Regions from separate parts of the Sus scrofa genome. Here region 2 is linked to region 1. Evidence: chromatin contacts called from public Hi-C data. All regions are on one chromosome and are shown on one strand. The core of a region is the stretch at or near the end of the contact, and the rest is flanking DNA. Distances in the headings are between cores, read along the strand shown.

The links. A called contact is a pair of places that touch in the nucleus more often than the background predicts.
Region 2: a Hi-C map of embryonic fibroblasts shows a contact between it and region 1, with 2.2 times the contacts expected there. The contact joins the enhancer-like site here to the promoter of RRAS2 in region 1. A contact is called at or near these places in 1 of 5 promoter capture datasets (liver), 8 of 47 Hi-C or Micro-C datasets (blood, embryonic fibroblasts, epiblast stem cells and 3 more) and 1 of 2 datasets of contacts at active chromatin or transcription factors (skeletal muscle).

Annotation. Positions count from the first base shown.
Region 1 is chr2:44,888,294-44,891,845 of Sscrofa11.1, forward strand. It overlaps RRAS2 (ras-related protein R-Ras2), which reads left to right and starts at 1,836. Exons shown (of 6, transcript XM_021083303.1): 1 at 1,836-2,233. The coding sequence starts at 2,126.
Region 2 is chr2:44,936,947-44,940,763 of Sscrofa11.1, forward strand. All of the region lies in intron 1 of RRAS2 (ras-related protein R-Ras2), which reads left to right. Among named protein-coding and RNA genes, the nearest start is that of RRAS2, 49 kb to the left of the region's middle. Within about 2 kb of position 2,090, at least 26 of the 83 cell types and tissues checked have an H3K27ac peak or open chromatin away from gene starts, as enhancers often do. A contact at or near this core is called in embryonic fibroblasts, fetal skeletal muscle, liver and 1 more, where this site is marked.

The DNA.
Region 1 (3,552 bases), core at 586-3,085:
TCTTTTATGCAGTTGCAGTCAGAGGCCAGCAGGGGCTGAAGTCATCTGAAGGCTAGATGGGGCTTGGTCTCCAAGGTGTCTCACTTGGCTGGCAGTTGATGCCCGCCATCAGCTAGGAGCTCAGCTGGACTTTTGACTGGTATGTTTATATGTGGCCTTAGCATGGCAGCCTCAGGGTAGCCAAACTTCTTACGTTGTTTCTCCCAGAGTGAGAATCCCAAGAGGACAGGTGGAAGCTGTGTGGCCTCTTTGGACCTAGTCTTGGAAGTTGTACAGCATCTCTTCTGCTGCATTTTACGTTCCAAGAGAGTCACTAAGCTGTTTCTAAGAACTTGCAGTCATGTTCCAAAACTGCCCTAAATGCTTACTACATGCCAGACACTGTTTCATGTGCTCTATATGTTGTAACTCATTTGATTCATACTAAAATCCCCTTACGGAAGGTAGTCTGTCTTTATTTTAGAGAAGACTGAGACGCAGAGGTTCAGTAAGTTCCCAACATCACACCATTATTGAAAGAGCTAGGATTTGAACCCAGACATTCTGTCCCCAGAGCTCACGGTCTCATCTATTACCTTATAATGTCTCTGTATACAGCTGGGATCCTTGTTACATTTGGTTAAACTGCCATACACATAGGTAATCACTTTTCATTTGCAAACACTTTTCATCTACAAGCACACTCCCCCAGCACAATCAAAATCATGTGACACAAGTCTAACCATTTCAGCTTTGACTTTTTTTTTTTTAGCTGCACTTGTGGCATGTTCCTGGGACCGAGAATGAGCCTCAGCCACAGCAGCAACCCAAGCCACTGCAGTGACAATGCCTTAACCTGCTGTATCACAAGGGAACAGCTCTGACTTTTGCATATGTGGTTTGCTTCCCCTGGAATACATTTCTTCCAGTGATTCATCTGTCTACATTATTTGTTCTTCAGGTCTTTTAGGAAGCCTTTGCTGACCACCCAACTCCAGAGTGAGTGCTTCTCCTCCAGAAGAGCATAGAAGCCACATGGTGCCTTTAGTTACAGCACTTATCATTATGCCTGACAATATGCCTGTTGTCCTGGCTGTTTCCCCACTGGACTCTTAGTTCCCTGAGGGCAGGGACATTATTTTGTTTATGAAAGGATTTGTAGCGCTAAGCACAGTGCCTGCAATGTAGTGTGAAAATATGTATAAACTAATCTCCCACACTCATCCCCTTGAATAAAATTACTGCATATTTCTCACATATAGACATAGCCAATAAGACACCCTCCCGTCAGATACAAAATGTGCCACATATACTCTTGTCCACGTGCCCTCAATCACTTGGTTCTGTCTCTGTGACATTCCTCATACAGGGTAACCACCACAAGCCTATCACACACACAATTATTGTGACAGCTCTAATCTTCAATCACTGTCATATACTGTTTTACATACAGTCATGGTCACCATCTGCACTCTCAAAACAGGATATTTGCCCTCCTACAAACTGAGTTAAGATGACAACAGCTTCATTTTTCACACACGCCTTTGCATACTGTATTTTTCATCCACACAATCCCTGACAAACACAATTATGGTTACGCACTGCTTACTGTTTTCTTCCCACTCCCGCTTGACGCCCACTTTTACACTCGTTCTCACACACCCATTCACTCACGCACGCACACGCGTGCACACGTCCACTCACAGTCAAGGGAATGGAAACACAAGTCTTCAGGGACCGAGCCCTCGGTCAGCTCCTGAATATCAGCCTAGGCCAGCGCAGCCCTGCCTCGCTCCGCCCCCTCATGCATATGCAGCACCTCAGCCTGGCGGCCCGGCCCCCAGACGGCCATTTGTAGCGGCGCTGGAGGCTGCGTTCGGCAGGCGCTGCAGAGACGTGTGGAGGAGCGCGCCCCCCGGACGCTGCGACCCTCGCCCCTGCGGTCACCCCGCTTCTCCGCGCCTCCTGCCGGACCTGGCCAGCCTGGGCGCCGCGCTGCCGCCCGGACCGGCCCTCCTGAAGCTCCCGGCGCCGGGGACCCTCGCCCGGCCGCTCGCCCGCAGCCCGCCGGCCGCACACGTCCCCGGAGCCGGGCCTAGGGCGGGCGGCGGCTCGGCGTGGCTGGGCTGGGTTCGGCGGCGTCCCCATGGCCGCGGCCGGCTGGCGGGACGGCTCTGGCCAAGAGAAGTACCGGCTCGTGGTGGTCGGTGGAGGCGGCGTGGGCAAGTCGGCGCTCACCATCCAGTTCATCCAGGTACCTGGAACGGGCCTGCCGGGGGCGCCGGGGCGGCGGCGGGCGGGGGCTTGCTCTACCTGTGGCGGGGCGGCAGCGGGGACCCCGCCCGGAGGCGCCGAGCGGGCTGGGGGCGGGCGGGCAGGGGGGCGCGGGGCCGGCTCTGCCTTTCTGCACTGCGGTCTGGGCGCCCGGCTCCTGCCTGCTGGGCGCCCTGCTTGGCGTCGGGGGAGTCGGGCTTCTCAGGAATGTGTCCGGGAGGGCGGAGCTGGGAGGGTAGCGCAGATCCACCTTATCGCTCCGGCGTGGCCCGAGCCCTTCGGGAGAGGTAGCGCCGTAGCACCGGGTTTCCTGCCCCGAAGTCGGGGCGCCGGGCTTAGGGCGTGGGGCTGGAGCCCCGCGCTCTGGGTTTCCAGCCGCCCCGGCCGCCTCCTGCACGGTGGGTGCGATCGCGGAGGCAACTTGGCTGCGGCTCCGCGTGGTGTTTGGGCTTCTCCGCGCACGCTGAGCGGGGGCTGCCCGCTTCTAGCCGAGTGTTTTCTCTTTGTGTGTTTGTGCATTTCTTTTAAGTAGTCTCTTAGGTAATGTGTCTGGGTGGGAGTGTGTAATAATGCCCCAGGGAAATGGTGGCCTCGAGGAAGTTAAGAATGTTCTCCGATAGGGCTGAGACCATTTCCTAGGAATTCCTGGTGCCTTCCTGCTTCTCGCTGTGCCAAGGTGAAGTTTAGGGTGGGCCAGGCTAGGAGATGACCGACCGACCGAGTCGCGTGTTCCGTGTCTGTTCCTATCGTTCTCTCCTCCACTCCCAACCCTCTCTGGTAGTTGGAGGCGGAAAGCCAGGGTTGTAAAGGAAGGGGAGATGGAATTCTTGATTCTTAGGCTTTGCTCTTGGTAGGAGGTTTGCGTGATCTCTTTTTGAGACTGGTAAAAAGAGAAACCTACATGTCTTTCTGCTTTTGTCAACCTGAAAGGTGTGGCATGTGCTGGGAGAGAATGAAAGTACTGCGTTATAACAGGTAACAAAGATACTCTCAATATATATGAAGAGTATTGTTAAGATGGTTTGATGAAATATTTGTTTTACCCATTGTTTTCAGTTGGGGTACCTGAATAGCTTATTTCGTTTCGCTTATATTGACATTAAAATACAAAGTACTGTAGCATAAATGTAGCATAAAACCTTTCACATTGACTAAATGAACAATAATTGCTGCTATACTATTTCAGGGTATTAAAAACTGCTGCTAAAACCTTTGTATCCCGGAAGAGGAGATGTTTATGTATAATGAACATTTACAGTATGCTCATTAGTGGGTTAAGAAAATCACACTAAGAGGTGA
Region 2 (3,817 bases), core at 840-3,339, 49 kb after region 1:
CCCTCTCTGTTTACCTGTTAATCTGTCTTGGGCAGTAATCATTGTGCTTTAAAAATTTTTTTCTTAGTTCTTATCCTTAAAACTTCTGAAGATTTTCCTTTTGGACCAGTGGTGCAGATATTACAAAAGTTTTATTTTGGTTTAGAATTTTGCTTCTGAAAAGGTCAAGCATGGCTTGCAGGATTGGGGTGAGCTGTCTCATAATGTAGCGTGCTCTTATTTGAACTGATAATCCTGTCTTCTATCTAGTGTCTCTGAGAGCTAGCTTTCCTGAGAGAATTACAAGTTTTAATTTGAGAGTAGAAGAAACAGTGGGGAGAGAGGAAAGAGACTTTGTACCTAGATTGTTTTCAGAAGGAGGCTAAAGCTAGGGTATGAGTGTAGTGGTAGTAGGGGGTTGGGGTAAAAGAGGAGGCTGCGGTGCAAGGGGTGCCCCAAGACAGGCTTTTCCCCTCTTTATAAGTGTAGCTTTGGGCTGGCTCTCTATTCTGGGAAGGGAAACAAAATTCTCTTCTCATTCTTCTTGGGCCAGATGACTCTGCTTAGGAGGTTAGAACTCAGTGTCAGTAATGGCTCAGGAGCATATTTCAGTGGTAGCTTTTGTGCCCTGGTCTCTGGACCTAAACACAGATTAGAATTCCCTGGGGAAATGAGCATCTAATAACTAACTTAGAAACAAACTTTTTTAATAGAACCGTATTGTAAGTTGACTTTGTATCATACTTTTTCTTATTGCATACCAGGCCCATTGATTTGCAACCAGATACTTTGCTTGAGGTGTGTATGTCATCACTGAGATTGCACAGAAGTCATGTGAAAGGCACATGGTGGCTTTAGACAGTCTGAGACAATTAGCAACATTGACTGAAGACCTAACTTTTGTTAAAAAGAAACTAAAGGGATTACTGGATTTAGGGTTGCTTTCATTATTCTGTTAGAATTCTGGAGGATAAATTATGGAGATCTCTCTAATTAAACATGTCAGATTAAATGAAGTACTAATTTCAGTCAGGAAAAAATATGTACTTGAATGAAGGAATATCAAGCATATTGGAAACATTTGACATCAAAATAAGGGAGGGTGTTGTAGGGAACAAAGGTTCTCTGTGACTTGACAGCTGCTGTTAAAAAGTGACACCAGGAAGAGCCCGGCTCTGGCTCACAGCTGCCTGAAGTTGCTGTAGTTTTCTCTAGTGTTACCAGAGGAATTCGCACTGCTCCTGTTTTAGCAAATAGAGGCCACTGATGGCTAATCAGGTCCTCATTGTACTCTGGGAAATCAATTCCTAAGTCCCCATTACAAGCTTCATAATTCTGGGTTTCCCAACAGCAGATATTTTGAGGCTCTAACTATGTATGTGCAAGGTTTCTGGGTGTTAGTGGGTCTTGAGTGGAATGAGGTGAAGAAAGCTCAGGATTCAAAAGGATCTCATATCCTCTTCCCTTAATCGGACCCTTCCTGAAGTACTTAATGTGCTGGCTCCAGATTTAAAAAAATAATAATAATTTTGGGAGTTCCTGTTGTGGCTCAGCGGTAACGAACCCAACTGGTATCCGTGAGGATGTGGGTTTGATCCCTGGCCCCCTTCAGTGGGCTAAGGATCTGGTGCTGGCTGTGAGCTGTGGTGTAGGTTGCAGATGTGGCTCAGATCCTGCGTTGCTGTGGTATATGTAGGCTGGCGGCTGTAGCTCTGTTTCGAGCCTTAGCTTGGGAACTTAGACGTGCTGCAGGTGTGGCCCTAAAAAGTCTCTCTCTCTATATGTATATACAAAAGTAGATTAGTGTAATATATACTCATCACATTACCCAGATTCAGTAGTTACCAAGGTTTCCCACACCGTTTAATATGTTTCCTTCTGCTCTTTCCCTTTCCTCTCCTCTCTCTGCTCCTCACGTGTTTAGAGGACTCCTGATGAGAATCTCACTGTGCTCAGAAATGCCCTGTCGTTTGTTTATAACTCCCCAGGGGCACCTTGGGTCTAGCCTCCTGTCCTTTTTATATGCAAGCCTAGTGGACTTTAACCAGTGAGCTGGGTTTGCTGAGTTTCCCAGAATCTCCAGTAAATTACCCTGCCAGAGTGTGGACCAGGCACCACTTTGTGGCAGTGCTTGGGAACTGCACTTTCACCAGCAGCTTGGTGTCCGGAGACAGTGCCTTGTCATTCCTGCCCACTAAAGGTTGAAGTTGCGTCAGCTCAGTCCCTTTCCTCCCTGGACCCCTCCTTATCTTCCTTAAGGCAGCTTCTTTGAATGGGAAGAGAAGGAAATGGCAATTCTCTTAAGCCAGGTGGAGCTCCTGTTGTGCAACCTAGTGGCGTATATGTGGGACTGACATTCCCAGCTATCACTATTGTGTTATTAAGGACTTTGGACAGCTTTACTCAGACCAGATTTTATCAAGGAAATAGATCTCCCTATCTGCATGGGAGAGATTTCCTAATCTTAAACATTTCTCCATAACTCCCAACAACCTTAAAAGGACTTAGGTCCTTTTGCCTGTCTTTCCAACTGGAAGACATCTCAGCTTTTGAAAGGGGGCATTCCCTTTCTGGCTGAGATCCTTTTCCATTATGCTTTCCTGTGACTTCAAGAAAGCACATTACTTTCTCCACCCCAACCCTCATTCCCACTTTCCTTAGACTGAACTCTGGTTCACTGTCCTTTCCTGCCCTTGCCTTGAGCTGCTGCTGTCTTCCGCAGTGGAATACTGTCCTTGTTTTCCCCCACCCCGCCTTGCTTTATGTTTATAAGTGAAAGTACACACAGTTCCTATGTAGGACTGCAGTATTAACTGCTTACATTTTGTTGCGTTCTGAACAAGCATGGTATTGGAATTTCATGCTCTCTCTGTTCTTTGGTATGATTAATATTCCCCCCATTTCCCTTGCCCCAAATTATAGCACAATTACTAGATGTTGTATAAAAAGCAATGGGTTTTGTAAAAGTAGGGACCTTGTCCCTCTGATGCCTCATGAGTGATTGTTAAACAAAAGAATGAAACCAAGAGAATGAGCAATCAGCTGAAGGGTTTCAGGTAGTGAAAAATAGCACTGAATGGCGAACACAGTCACCCTGGAGGGCCCTGCCCAAACTGGAGGGCTTTGCAAACTATGTAAAGAAAGGGATGCATCCGCTAAGCAACTGGGAACCATTTACATGTTTTATAGAGAGAGGTATAATTTGTATATGTACAAAGAAGTGCACACATCTTAAATGTACAGCTTGATGAGTTTTTACATATGTATATACTGTGTTATTACTGCTCAGACCCAGAAGATATTTCCAGGTCCTGATGAAGAACTTTTATCCTGATTCACATTTTGGATACCAAGTCCAAGGTTGATCAGTGGTATGACTAGGATTGGAATTACAGTAGGTGTTCCTGGCATTAGCAAATCTTTTTTTTTTGGTCTTTTTGTCTTTTCTAGGGCCGCACCTTCGGCATATGGAGGTTCCCAGGCTAGGGGTCTAATCGGAACTGTAGCCACCGGCCTACGCCAGAGCCACAGCAACGTGGGATCCGGTTCCTAGTCTGATTCGTTAACCGCTGAGCCACGACAGGAACTCCAGCAAATCTTTTTACTTGAATAAAAATGCTAGTTCATACCATCTAACAGCATGGCAAAAACAATACACTGGTTATTATGGTTAACATTTATTAGTCATCAACATGTCTTGGCACTTTATATTCATTACTTTATTTTATTTGTTCCGTGAGGTTTTGTTACTGTCCTGTTTTACAGGTGCTGAAGGTTAGAGAGTTAAAGTAATTTGCCTCAAGTCCATCACTAAAAAGGAGCAGTTAGAAGTAAATCC